Linked DNA regions of Mus musculus: all the other regions are linked to region 1. A link is a contact called in public Hi-C and promoter capture Hi-C data. All regions are on one chromosome and are shown on one strand. The core of a region is the stretch at or near the end of the contact, and the rest is flanking DNA. Distances in the headings are between cores, read along the strand shown.

What was found. Promoter capture Hi-C pulls out the DNA fragments that hold promoters and counts their contacts. A called contact is a pair of places that touch in the nucleus more often than the background predicts.
Region 2: a contact with region 1 is called in a promoter capture Hi-C map of the HPC-7 cell line. The contact joins the enhancer-like site here to the promoter of Nhs in region 1. A contact is called at or near these places in 4 of 39 promoter capture datasets (the HPC-7 cell line, embryonic stem cells, liver and 1 more), 6 of 484 Hi-C or Micro-C datasets (cortical neurons, embryonic stem cells, myocytes and 1 more), 9 of 115 datasets of contacts at active chromatin or transcription factors (SST interneurons, VIP interneurons, embryonic forebrain and 5 more) and 1 of 9 other capture datasets (adipose tissue).
Region 3: a Hi-C map of muscle stem cells shows a contact between it and region 1, with 2.1 times the contacts expected there. The contact joins the enhancer-like site here to the promoter of Nhs in region 1. A contact is called at or near these places in 8 of 39 promoter capture datasets (the 3T3-L1 cell line, the HPC-7 cell line, cranial neural crest and 5 more), 1 of 484 Hi-C or Micro-C datasets (muscle stem cells) and 3 of 115 datasets of contacts at active chromatin or transcription factors (all in embryonic stem cells).

The regions. Positions count from the first base shown.
Region 1 is chrX:162,157,920-162,162,323 of GRCm38.p6, forward strand. Nhs (NHS actin remodeling regulator) reads right to left here and starts at 1,522. Exons shown (of 9, transcript NM_001290526.1): 1 at 914-1,522. The coding sequence starts at 1,469.
Region 2 is chrX:161,891,664-161,896,083 of GRCm38.p6, forward strand. The region is part of intron 1 of Nhs (NHS actin remodeling regulator); the gene reads right to left. Among named protein-coding and RNA genes, the nearest start is that of Scml1, 62 kb to the left of the region's middle. Within about 2 kb of position 2,963, at least 4 of the 459 cell types and tissues checked have an H3K27ac peak or open chromatin away from gene starts, as enhancers often do. A contact at or near this core is called in the HPC-7 cell line, where this site is marked.
Region 3 is chrX:162,507,438-162,511,994 of GRCm38.p6, forward strand. Reps2 (RALBP1 associated Eps domain containing protein 2) reads right to left here. Exons shown (of 18, transcript NM_178256.4): 12 at 170-215. Among named protein-coding and RNA genes, the nearest start is that of Reps2, 130 kb to the right of the region's middle. Within about 2 kb of position 3,159, at least 27 of the 459 cell types and tissues checked have an H3K27ac peak or open chromatin away from gene starts, as enhancers often do. A contact at or near this core is called in muscle stem cells, where this site is marked.

The DNA of each region.
Region 1 (4,404 bases), core at 272-2,771:
CTGTGGTTCAAGAGTAAAGTCAATGTGCAGTAAAGATGTCCAGACGTCTCCTAGCTCACCGTCCTTGCTCTCTCGCTGTAACCTGCCTGGCTGGACTGGCTCACACCTGAGTCTGGATTTGTGCAACAAGGCACTAAGACGGAGGAAGAAGAGTTTGTGGGATGCTCAGAAGACAGATAGTCCAAAGGAGCATTCATTAAGAGCCCTAGGTAACTAACCCAGGGCAGAAAAGACACTCGGGGATCCCCTTATCTTCCCCAAGGTCCAGGCATTCCTTCCAGGCCCTCATCAAGGCCTTTCCTGTTCCCAGGGTTCTCCATAGAGCACAGTGGAGTTCATTCTAGGCAGCCAGCCAATGATGCTGGACTAGGTCACACACCTTCCAAAGGCACGAGACCCGGGCACCCGAGGCCACAGCAAGTGTGACAAAGCACCTTGTCTCCCACAGACATCTTAAAAGGACACCTACTACTTTTAAGACCCCCCCAAAAGTGCAACCCGGTAGTGGGCTCCTGGAAGCTACAGGAGTTGCACCCCCTCCTTCTTCCCAAGGACATGAAAGGCATGTCTGTCCCAGTGGTAAATGACAGACCTTCTTTCTCTACCTCCTGTCTGGCTCCCTAAATGCTCCCCACCTGCCCATTCTGAACGCCAAGGGTGTCTATGAGTTCAGAAGCCGTCCTTTTAACTTTCTGCCCTCCATGCCTGCATGCCTGCATCGGTCAGGGGCCACCCCAGCTACTCAACCCGGAGTACTGGGGTGGATCTCAGGGCAGAAGGGAAGAAAGGCAAGAGTAAGGTGCAAGTTGCAGCAGGCTAGGCGCCTCGGGCCTGGGATTGTGGTGAGTGGAGACAGTAAAAGGGTGAGGCGCTGAGCCTAGCACCCTAGAGGATGGACGGCGCTGGTACTCACGCACTGCCTCCTGCTTGGGGTCCAACGTGCTGAGGACGCGCTGCACGCTACCGAGCTTGCCCTGCAGCGCCCAGACACGGCGGTGAGTAAGCTGGATGTCGCTCTCGAGCTCCTGGAAGAGGCTGCACGCGTGCCGGGCTACGTCTGAGAGCTGCCGGAGGACCCTGGCCAGCGCAGCGTTGCTGACCGCGCACAGGTCTAACATGAGCAGCACAGCCTCGGCTGAAGCCTCGGACGTCTCGCCTGGGGCCGATGCTGCCTCCGAGACCCCCGCCACGCTCTCCTCCCCGGCCTCCCGCGCTTCGCTGGGTGGCTGCTGATCCTGCTCGGCCGGCGCCGGCAAAGACGGCGGCAGAGGTGGCAGTGGGAGAGGCGCAGGGGGCACACGAGGAGGCTCTTCTGGCTCCGGTGCCTCGGCCTCTTCCCGCCGGCCAGGCGGCTGCAGGGGCGGCGGCGGCTCAACGCTGCCTCCACTCGTGTCCTCATCTGGGCCGGGCGCCGGGCGCCGCTGCCGGCAAAGCCACTGCGGCTCCACGATCCGCTTGGCGAAAGGCATCCCGCGCAGCCGGGCCGCGACTTTCCCTTCTCCTCTGAGCGACCCTTGTGAGCTAGAGACCTGGCGCGCCCACCTGAGCGAGGAGAGGGCAGGAGTCCGGCAAGGAGCGATCCGGGCAGTCCAGAGACGCTGAGGGCTCCTCTGCTCACCTGGCCTCCTCCTCTTGCCCACCCTCTCCTTCACAGCTTAGTCTGACCTGTCCTCCTCCGGGAGCACGGCTGTCTAGGAAAGATGACAAGCGCTGAGCACGGAAATCTCGGAGTGTGCTTGGGTCCTCCTCACTTGCTTTCAACCGGGGTCAGCCGGCTCAGCTCCATCGCTCCTGAGCCCGTTGCCGCCGCCCTGGCCACTGCCGCCGCCTATATAAATGGGCGTGTGTGTATGTGTGTGTGAGTGAGTGAGTGTGTATGTGTGTGTGATCGCGTGTGTGTGTGTTTGTCCGCGTGTGTGTCTAGGTGGGTGGGTGGGTGGGTGGGTGTGAGTGTGTGCGCGCGCCTCAGTTTGAAAGTACCCCGGCGCAGGCCTCTCCCCGCGCGCCCCTCGGCCGCTCCGGGGAGCGATTGCGCCTGGGATCTCTCTCTCTTTCTGGGCGGGGAGGAGATTTCGGAAAGGCGCTCTGAAAACCCGGACAGAGGAATCCGCCTCCAGCCCTGGCTCAGGAGGCGGCGCGGGGGCGGCAGGGCGGACGCCGGGCGGGGGAGGCCAGGGCGAGAGGGGCGCAGCGCCCTGTGCGGCCGCTGGGAGTCACTGGTGGCTGGACCGCGCCTGGTGCGTTCCACCGCGGGCACTTTCTCAAACCCGTCTCAGAGGTTAGAATTGAGACTATGAGCGTGGTGGGGGCGGGGTGTCCTCAAGTTGAGAGTGGAGATGCTGGTAGCCAGCTAAGAGGAAGGAAAGTATTGGGGATGCTGTCGATTCGTGTTGGAGCAAGTTGTCTCAGAATTCTAGCTCTGTCAAGTCTTTGGGTTCTTAGAGGGGAAATCTGGGCTGCTCCTTAAAGTGCCCCAGGCGCCGCGTTCACAGAGACAGCTGGGAAGGGTGACGCAGCATGGGTGCATTCCCACATGGCCAGAGTGGCCAGACGACTGTTTATACCATTTTTCTGGCATCCTGTTTTGGTCTGCCTTGAGAGCTGCCTTCTACAGAACATCATGACTGAGACCCAAATTACTAGTGAGCAACCTCCCACCCCAGAAAGTCACTTGCAAAATTCATTGCACATTGAGTGAAGTGAATCGGATTACCTCCTTGTCGCCCTACTGTGCTAATCCAACACTGGGTTTTTAAAGTTTCCCATGGGAGAGAGGATGACTCACAGAAGAATGGAAAGTTTTCCCCTTGGTTAACTAAAAGGTATAATTTCTTAAAAGGCCTACATTTTTCAAATGCAGTAGTGTGCAGGCTACATGGTGGCAGCCGAAAATCTAAAAAGACTTTGGGGACTGTTAGTAAAATACAAGTTTTCATCCTTCCACAATGTGTACTATGTGTACTGTGAAATAAATATATAACATAAATAAAATTCAAGGTCACAAGCAAATCTTGGGAATGTTGTCTTCATTTCATGTATTTAAAACGAACGTGGAAAAATATAGTTTATGGAAGCAATAAAGTCCTCGAGACATGCAATGGGCTGTCCTCTGTGCTCCCAGCTTTGAAAAGGAATCCATACAAGACAGACTTTGAATCAGCCTACACTTTGGTCACAAAGACTTCAACAGAGCCCCTCTTATTCTACCTAAAATAAATAAATAAATAACCCAAACAAAACTCATTTTTGGTGAAGGACTATCTCTATTCAACAAAGAAGATCCAAGCTGGGGTTCTGGAGGTAGAGAATCATGATGTATGTAAGGTCCTCATGAATGATTTAGTAACAAGAATGAAGGTGGTGACAGTGGTGGTGACAGTAATAATGAAATGAGTATAACAAAGAGAAAAATAACCAAAATAATGTGCCCAAGCAAAGGATAGATTGCAGTTCACTGCATAATTCTTACAACCTTACTTTAAATTTGGTTTGGTTTCCTAGTAGAAAGTAAAAGAACGCTTTGGAACTACTTACTCCTCAGCCTGTGTGTTTGACATCACAAATCCAGAGAGCTGGTTAATTTCAAATGTAGCTAGACACTTTTTATTTAACATGTTCAAAATTCTGGACGGAGGGTCTGCTAGGTGGGCAAAACAGGACCTACTTCTCTGACCACAGTGAAGAGTAAATACTAGACGAGTGTGTAAGGCATCCACTTGCCAAGGCTGATGGCAGCAGTCTGCTATCAGCTAGTTCCCCACACCTAGAACTCCTGTTGACCCTGGAGCCCGGGGAGCCACCCACCTGTGTGTCCTGTGAATGAGCAATGTAAAGCTTTCACTCCTGACTGGAGTTTGAGATTATTGGTTGGTTCCTTTCATAGGTCAGGAGAGATGATCTTAAGGAGCTGGGGGACAAGGTAGGGAAGAAAGAAGAATCCAAGGGCTATTTAAGCTGAACTTTTTTTTTCTAGTTATCTGACTATCTAGCCTAAAGTGACTAGCACAGGCGAAATGAATCAAAGCACCATTCAAGTATACAACAGGAAAGACTTTCTCCTCTCCTGGACTCCTCCTACTCATGGGCTAATAATGCCATTGAATTAAAAAATAAAAGACTTCGGTGTTGGTTTTTGATCTCCTTGATTCTCAGTGTTCCTCTTTTTCCTTTCTCTTTTTTCCAGTGACCTTTCCAAGAAAGCTTCTTTCAGTGTCACCAAAGATAAAATCAATACAAACGATCGTGTGCATTCATATGTTATCTATCAGAGAGCAACTTCAAGAGAGTTTCTTAGTAGCAACCTTTCCCTCCCTTCCCACCTCAAGCCCTTCCTGTGTGGTTCATTCTTCCCCCACCCCCAACACACACATACACAGTTTGGGTTTGGGCTCCTGGCCTTTTGCT
Region 2 (4,420 bases), core at 1,713-4,212, 260 kb before region 1:
TTGAGGAGTTCATAGCCTGGTAGTCAGATTAGACAAATTAGATGATTATCCAAGGTAGGATCAAGTGTTCACATTGTAGAGACACTGAGTTCCACACTGGTTCAAGATAAATGCTTTCTGATTCCAGGAGTACAGGGAGGAAGTACCATTGTGGCTTGGGGAGAGGATGGTGGAGAGATAGGATCAGCAGAGTTGAGAACAAATGCTGAGAGAGAGCAGAATATGCTAAGGCATTAAGTTAAACTACATGAAATTTCTATTTTCAGGTAAAAAGAAGTATTTAAATATGGACAGTTTCTTGAGCTGAATTAATATGAAATGTAAGGAGAATCTGTTGGTAAGAGTACTGGGGCCATTCCACTGTAAATAGCCCAGTAGTCATACGAAGCACAGAGAGGATGATTACAATTCTGCTTAGAAGAGAGATAAATACCACTTGGTAAATAAATGAATAAACCCCACATTGTGTTAGGCTCTCACTGTCAGTTATCCTTCTGCCAGACTTTGATATACAATAAACAAATTCAGTAATGCAACAGGAATAAAACAAAACAAACAAACCCCCAGCATTTTAATATGCTAATAGTGAACCCACTAAAAAAGAAATCAGGAAATAGTCCCATTCACAATAGTTTCAAAATAGTAAAACACCTGAAAATACTCCCTACCCAAGCAGGTAAAACATCTCTGCAGTGAAATCTGTAAAACACTAAAGAAAGAAACCAAAGACATCAGAAGATGAAGAGATTTCCTGTTTTCATGAATCACAATGTTAATATTGTTAAACTAGCAGTAGTACAAAAATAATTGACAGATTGAGCAGTCTTTATCAAAATGACATCTTACATAGAACTAGAAAGGAACTTTAAAGTCCCCATGAAAGCAAAGAAGACCCTGAGTAACCAAAGAAATCCTGAACAAAAAGAACAATACTAGATGGATAAAAATCCCTGATTTCTAGCTACACTACAGTTTCAGATATTTGTACATAACAAACAGAAACATATTTGCACAAAACCAGAAACATACACCAGTAGACTAGAATACAGTAATAAGAAACAAACCTGTGCACCTCTAACTATCTGACTCTTGACAAAGGTGTCAAAAACATCCATTTGAGAGAAGACAACCTTTTTTTAACAAGGTGATTCTAGGGAAACTGGATCTCAATAAATAGAAGACTGAAACTAGATTTGCATCTCTCACCTTACACCAAATCAACATAAAATGTGCAAAAGACATTAATGTAAAACCTTAAGTTTGGAAACTACCACAGGGGGACATTTTCAACATATAGACATAAGCAATGATTTTTCTGAACAGGATTCTAGTAAGCTGAGAAGTAATAGCATGAACTGACTAATGTAGCTCAGTTGATAGAGTGCTCTCTTAGCATATAGTAAAGTCCTAGGTTCAATCTCCAGTATGGCATAAATCAGAACTTGTGAGGCAGGAAGATTAGATGTTCAAAGTTGTCTTATGGGCCACTAAAGAGGACCTACATGGGAACATGGGAGTGTATGTGGTCATGTTGAACAACTTGCCCAGAATTCTCAGAGCAAATTGCCCAAACCTTATCCACTAATGCCACCTCAATACCTTCTAGCTCTGGATACTGACTTTCTCTGCAGAGCTTCTCCAACTCAGAGACATCAAAGCCAGGCCAATGTGGGAAAATACCAGAATTAGAAAAGGAATGGATTACAGTTAGCCCTGGTGAAGAAGATAGTACTCTTTTGCTTATTTGTTTTTGTAGTCTCTGGCCCATGTATCATTAGTAATAAAGATTAGAAATAAAGGCAAAGTGGCCCAACAAGCAAAAATGCTTGCCACCAAGATAGATTTCCTGATGTCAGTCCTCAGGACCCAAATGAAGAAAGTAAATAAAGAATCGATAGCCAGAAGGTCCTCTCTGACCTACACATGTATATAGTGGCATGTTCACACACATGTTAAATAAATAGATAAACAATCAAACAAACAAGTCAAGATAGATACATATGCCAATCTGAAAACCAAATCAAATGAGTCAGGAATATGAACTCGAAACTCAGTTTTAAGATCATACAATGGTCCAAGACACCTGTAGGGTCATATTACTTGTTCTAACAACAGATCAACCTAAGCAATAAGCATTTTTGATAGAATTTCAATTTTTCGTGTTGAAAAACAGCTATGTAATATAGTAAGTCCAGTTAAAATTGAGAACCATTATTTCAACATTCACACAAACTATACAACACCACTCTAACTGTCCGTTTCGGATTGTTACCAGTGAATTACATTTAAGACAACAATTGAATCTTGTATAGACATGAGACAGACTGTTAGGGAGACTTCTGTTAATTCTTCAGGGAATTAAGTATCAGCTCAAGAATGTTTACACGGAGAGATAAGGATATTGGCAAGATGACATCTGGGACCTAATATAACTTGGAAATTTTATTTACTTAAGAATGAATTTTGACTATATTTCTGGATTTTTAAGCTTTCTTTTCAAGACTGTTAAGCCAGTAGATTTGGTGAGTAGAACTTTCCTTTTGTTCATTCAGAGGAAGGTCTGTGCTTTTTAGAACAAAAGTCACCCGCAACAAGTGGCACACAGATGTGTCCAGGTTCCCAATCCCTCACTATTGTGTCACCTTACCATAATATCCTCTCAAGTCTTGATGAGGTGAGATTTTTTTTTGAAAGCCTACACACCAGTGATTCTCAACCTTCCGAATGCTGTGACCCTATAATATAGTTCCTCATTTTGTGGAGAGCCCTAACCATAGTTATTTTTTGTTGCTACTTCATAGCTGTAGCTCTACTAGTTAGGAATTGTGATGTAAATAGCTGATAAGCAATGATATCTGATATGTGACCCCGTGGAGGTGGTGACCCACAGGTTGAGAACCACTGTTTGTAGAAAGTAGGCACCACTGAGGTGGTCTAAGGAAGTTTGCCTGTTTAGGGACTTCCTGAACTTCAGAACTTCCTTCCTCTTGGTTTAATTTCAAACCAGTGGCCTGGAGCACACATCTCAAGGCCTGAATCAGCAGAGCCTTATGATTTACAAGTAAAGCTCTAAGTCAGATACATTTAGTTGCTCAATCTCCAAAAGCTCATCTCAAAAAAAAAAATTAACACTTCAATGGCATATTCAATTCTTTGAGTCCGTGAGGCCTTCCCTTGGCATCTTGCCTCCTCGACCTGCATGCTGTCTCCCCTTCCTTTCTCTGTCCTTTGCACATTTCTTGCCTTCCAGTCTTTGGCTTTGCTATCACATTTCCCAATCTGTGAAGACACTCCTGCTGTGTTGTTGCTGTTTCCATTTGGTAGATGGAGCAAAAGTAATAGCTATTATGTCCACAGCAAAAAACAAAATCCCTGAGTCCCCAGAAAAATTAGAGCAAGAAACTGCAGTGACCTGCTATTCTCTTTATCTACTCACGTTCAAGCGGCAGCCATGCCCTCTCATTGTGCCACACTTATCTTTGTCCCTGCAACTTATTTATGTCCTCATCTCCTACTGCTACACATGCTTAGGATAAAAGTGATGGTAACACATCCCCATCTTTCTCTGAATATTAATTTGTAGATGTAATCCTTCCTGAACATTGACCACACTGTCTGAGGCGCTGAAGGGTATATGAGATTCTCTCTCCCTGGAGCTTTCCGTAGAGCACAAGAGACAGATGGTGACAAACATACAGATGTTGTCCATGGCAAAAGTTCTGTTGAGTGAGCGGAGAGTGGGAAGAGAGGAGCAAGGGTGACAGGGCTGCTATTTTGGAGAGGGTGGCATAGCAGATGTTCAGCATCTTGCTGACAACCCCTCCACATTCACTTCAATATTCCAAAGCCTTCTGTAACTTTGTGAAACATTCTACCTGAAAGTAATTTTATCCCTGCTGTGACAATGGAAGAATGCTTGGCCTCTAAGCAGAGTAAACCAGATACATCTACTGCCCCAGGAAGAATTCTTCCAGCAGATAGCAATGTCCTCAGAAGTTACAACTAACTCTGAAGCATGTGCTACACTGTCTCCTAAGATCTTTGGTATGCCTGAACACCAGTTGCCTACGTGGTGATTGCTGGAGAGCATGCCTCCCTATCAGATTCCTTTTCCCTCAGCCTTACTCCTCCTGCCCCTTACTTTGCTCCCCAGGTATACCTTGCAAAGGAACTACTGGATTTTGAGGAATTGTCTTGGAAGACTACATCTAAAGAACCCAATCTAGGTAGATGTATGATAAGGTGACACTTGAGCAGGTTTCTGACCTAGAGAAGGGCTGAGCTGGGGAGAATTAGATATAAGAAAATTATAATCTAAGAGACCTGACAGGCCATAGCCTCTAAGTAGGATCAAGCTTTGAAGAGCAGCAAAACCCTACTTCAGGAACAGGGTTAGAAGAGGCATTAGGAAGGGTTCCCC
Region 3 (4,557 bases), core at 1,909-4,408, 350 kb after region 1:
TGTGTAATCGAGGCAGGCCACTCTTGAGAAGTGAAATGACCCACATCTTTAGATTTAAATCGAAAGGTAAACCAGATAGTGATTTGGATGTGGTTTGGGGGATTTTTATTTACTTCTAGGCAGGGAAAAGGCACAACAGGCACCAAATGAGAAATTAAATAAACACTACCTGGATCTTGGTCTTGCTTTGAGACTGTTGTAGTCCTTAGAAGTTGCTGAAACAAAAGATTATTTGTTGGTTGCTTGGCTTCTCATTTCTCAGCTAATCAGGGTAGTAAGTAGCACCTAGGCTAGTACAGAACGCAGCAACACGCAAAACTGAGGTTGATGTACCCATGTGAGAACGCAGGGGCTTCCACACTATGATAATTCTTATTTTACTTTTAAAGTTAAAGGCAAGAGAGGGAAAGAAGTCCAGCAAGTTTTCTTTCATAGAAACACTGAGAGACCATTCTCAAGTCTAAAATTTTTTTAAGTCTAAATGGATTAATGGAGACATTCCAAGATAAAAAGACAACCTACTTAAAAGTTTGTCTTTTTATATGATAGATTCCCACCTGAGGGCTTCTTGGTCTCCCATGATAGTCTAATAATAGACTTGAAACCAATCTCCCACAAAGGTTAGGAATATATCTAGCTGCATATCTTCTGTAACTATAGAATATTGCCAGAGTCAGATATAGTGGCTAATACCTGAATTCTAGACGCAGAAGCAGGAGGACTGCCACAAGTTCAAGGCCAGCTTTGTCTATATATTGAGTTAAGCCAGCCAAGACTAATTTAATGAGAGCCTGTGCACATTCATGCATGTGTGTGTATGTACACATTTGTATACATACATGTGTGCATGCGTAGAGCACCATGGTTACCATGGTCATGAGAAAGCTGAGCTCTTACAAAACAAAGTTAAAAAGGTGTGCAGCTTTTCCTATAAGAAAATACCCATAGCCAGGCGTGGCTGCCCATGCTTATGATCCCAGCACTTGGAAAGCTGGCTCAGGAATATCATCATGGGTTTGAGGGCAGCCTGGGCTACACGGTAAATTCCAGAATAGCCTGGCTAACCTACAGAATGAAACCCTATCTCAAAAACCTCCCTCTATAAAAATATGAAAGAGAAAATACTCTGGTTCATTCCCCTGTCTTTGTAACCAAATCATACAAAGAGTACGATGGATTAAAATGTGTTTCAACCACACTTTTCCTAATGAAACCTAAATCAGAAGCTCATGCTCACTATCAGTAGCCATGGAGCCCACGTTCCCATCAGAAGTAGTGGCGAGCTCTCTTTTGTGTTTCCACTTATTTGTAGAAGGTGTCTTTAGAACCTCAGAGCTCTGCTATGGTTTTGCAAACGCTGCAAATGTTTATCATAAAAATCCACAGGAAGAGTGAAATGGGGAGAATATAAGTTGTTTCTTTGTTTCACATTATTTATCCAAAAGAAAGTATCTTGCTATGCTATTCTGTCCTCATCCACACCATTCTAAAGATAAAAGCCTCCTCTGGTATGAAGCAGCATAGGTTGATGATGGTCATTAAAATCCTTGGGTTAGACAAGCAAGGAAGAAAGGGAGCTGAAAGTCTCATAAATGCCAGCAAGGCACAAAGCAAACTCCCTAGAGAGCAAGCCTTTACTTACATATGGCCAGCTGCATTAAAAAAAAAAAAACACCATTTCTCCTAACTGTGAGCCCAGGCATGTCTCAGCTTCCAAATGAAATGCTGCCATAGCTCCCTCCTCACCAGCAAAAGTGTGGAAAAGCTAACAAGACTGAGACTCTCCTTGTTCATATCATGCACACACTCCTAGGCAAAGAAGGACCAAACCGTCTGTCCGTCCGTCCCTACCACTCCAGGAAGAAAAGAAAGGCAACCCTCCTCAGCCAGACTGCCCTGGAGCTAGGAGACAAATCTGTGCCCAGACTCCCTGCAGTGCTGGAGCCTGCCTCTGAGTAGGCCTGCCACCGCTCCTCTATGCCCTTCTTCTCCTTCAAGACTCACTGCTTTCCAGAAATATTTCGGGAGCAAAAGTCCTAGCCATGCTAAAACACTGTTTCCCAGCCCACCACACCATGGTAACCGTTCACTCCTTCGTCATTTGTCTTCAGCATTATCTTTGTGCTGCTGCAGGGATGGGTGTGGAAGCAAGGATGAGCTCTGCTAATGGGAGATACACAGACAGGCAGACAGACAAATGGAGTAAGGGTGTGAATGAGCCATGAAGAAAGGAACAGAGACCGGGTTGGGGGTCCAGAGACCCCAGTGCTCCTCATCACTAACCAGCTGAGCTGCCCTTCCCTCGCCTGGTAAACAAGGCTGGAGTCCTAAGAACGTGAATGTCCTGCAGAATGGCAAACAGTTCCATTTGTAGAGGATGTAAACAAAGGTCCCTAATATTCTAGGCCTGAAAATCTGGATTCTGAATTTAGTTCATTACAGGATAAAAAGAGACAGAGATGGAGCAGGTAGCAGAAGGCAAGAAAGGCTGCGATGCAGAAAGTCTGTGAGCTGCTCACTAGCAACGAAACAGCACCTGGAACTGTCCACAGCAATCTGGAGACCATGCTGCACAGGAACACTTCACTATGATCCAGAAGCAAGATGACAACTACTACCGTGCACTATGTGTGACTGAATTAGGCTAGACTGGAACATGAGGCATGTTAGACATCCTAGACTCCACTAACACATATGCATTCAATAACTAAAATTGTGAGAGTGTGTCGGATATGTTTAACAAGGAAAGGAATCTCCTCCATTCCCTCATCTATCACCCAGCCCCTCCCCTTCACTGCTAGCAGCAGCACTGCCACCATGTATAGTAATAAGAAGCAGAGCAGAGACTTACTTTTCCTCTCTACCTGCAAAGATGTTTCCAAGGTACAGCTTGGTAAGTTGGCCCAAGTTTCAGACCACAAAAGCCTCAACAGTACCAGGCTAGTTAAGTCTTCCATCTGCCACCTGGACAGCCTGACTCAGTTCCCCAGTGCATGTGAGTATCTGCAAAAATGGCAAGGGCATACTATGTTGCAAGCTCAAGCAAAAGCCAATGGATGGATCACAGCTTCTCATTTAGCTGGAGAGAGGGGAAAATGACAACTTCCTGGAGCACTCCAGGCATGTTATCTTTCATCATCTTTCCAGGAAATGAGTCAGAGAAGATGACACAGACCTAATGATTAACCTAAAAGCCTGCAATGGAGCTGAGAGGAACTGTCTCCAGTACACTGACTACCAGAATTATAATTACCATCTTGTGACTCTCCTATCTCCTAGGGGAAACTGGGGTGACTTGCCAGGAAACAGGCTATTAAATGTGTTTGACATGAGAGATTGCATTATATCCAGAAGGGGGCAGCAGTAGGAAGAATAAATCAAAAATCACACAGCATGTTCCCAGGCAGTGTGAAACAAATTTAGATATACTTCATGTGCTGTGGCACACCTGTTAGGTTTTATCTGGTGGTGCCAAGTCCTAGTCAAAGAATGTTAAAAATGAAAACCGAGGCTCATGCCTCAGAGAACACTTAATCTCGTGCTGAAATCTCTGGAACAAATAGAAAAATTTAGGATTCCCAAAGCCTATAGGAGAAGCGTTAAATTAACACTCCAAATTGAAATAGCTTTTACTAATACCACGACATGAAATTTACAAAGCATCTACCTTAACATCCACAATCAGAGACGCTCAGAATTGGCCTATGGAAATAGAACATTTCCACCGTGAAGAATGGATCCAAACACATTTCAAAAGTCAAAATCAGGCTTGAGAATTCCCACTGATTTTAGAGTCATGATTGATTTACCATCTTAATTTCCTATTTTGCAGCATTGCTTTTTGGAGGCAGTAGTTTCCAAATAGGCCACATAGCAGAATCACCTGGGGGCTGGAATGTCTTCTGTGCAGTCCTTCCTATCTCCTCCTATTTCCTCTTTCTCCAACCTACTTTTGCTTTTAAACTTCAAAGGAAGTTAGTATTTGGAAAATATAAGCATAAGCTTCAGTAGTCTACTGATTGCTTTGTTGAAACTTTAAACAAATAAGCTCAAGATGATAGTTAGTGAACCAGAAGAAACATTATTTACATTTGAAATATGCAAGGACAATAATAATAAAGAAAAAAGGAGAAACTTCATTCTGATCCTCAAAACCAAAGATCTAAATAAAAAGGCTTTCTGGAGCCACTTGAATTTAACAGGGTTTATCTTGCTTCAGTGATGGCACCATTAAGAGAGAGCTAAAGGTGGCTAGAGAGATAGCTTATTATTCTTGCAGGGGACCTGGGTTTAGATCCCAGCACACACATGGCAGCTCACAACCATCTGTAATTCCAGTTCCAGGAATCCAATACCTCTTATTGGCATCCATGGGCACTGCACATATATAAGGCACATATATGTGCTCAGGCATATACATAAACACACATAAAAATAAACAAATAAATAAACAGGTTTTAAAGAAAGAGTTGAAAACATGGGCCCTGTCAGGCAGTGGTGGCACAAACCTTTAATCCCAGCACTCGGGAGGCAGAGGCAGGTGGATTTCTGAGTTCA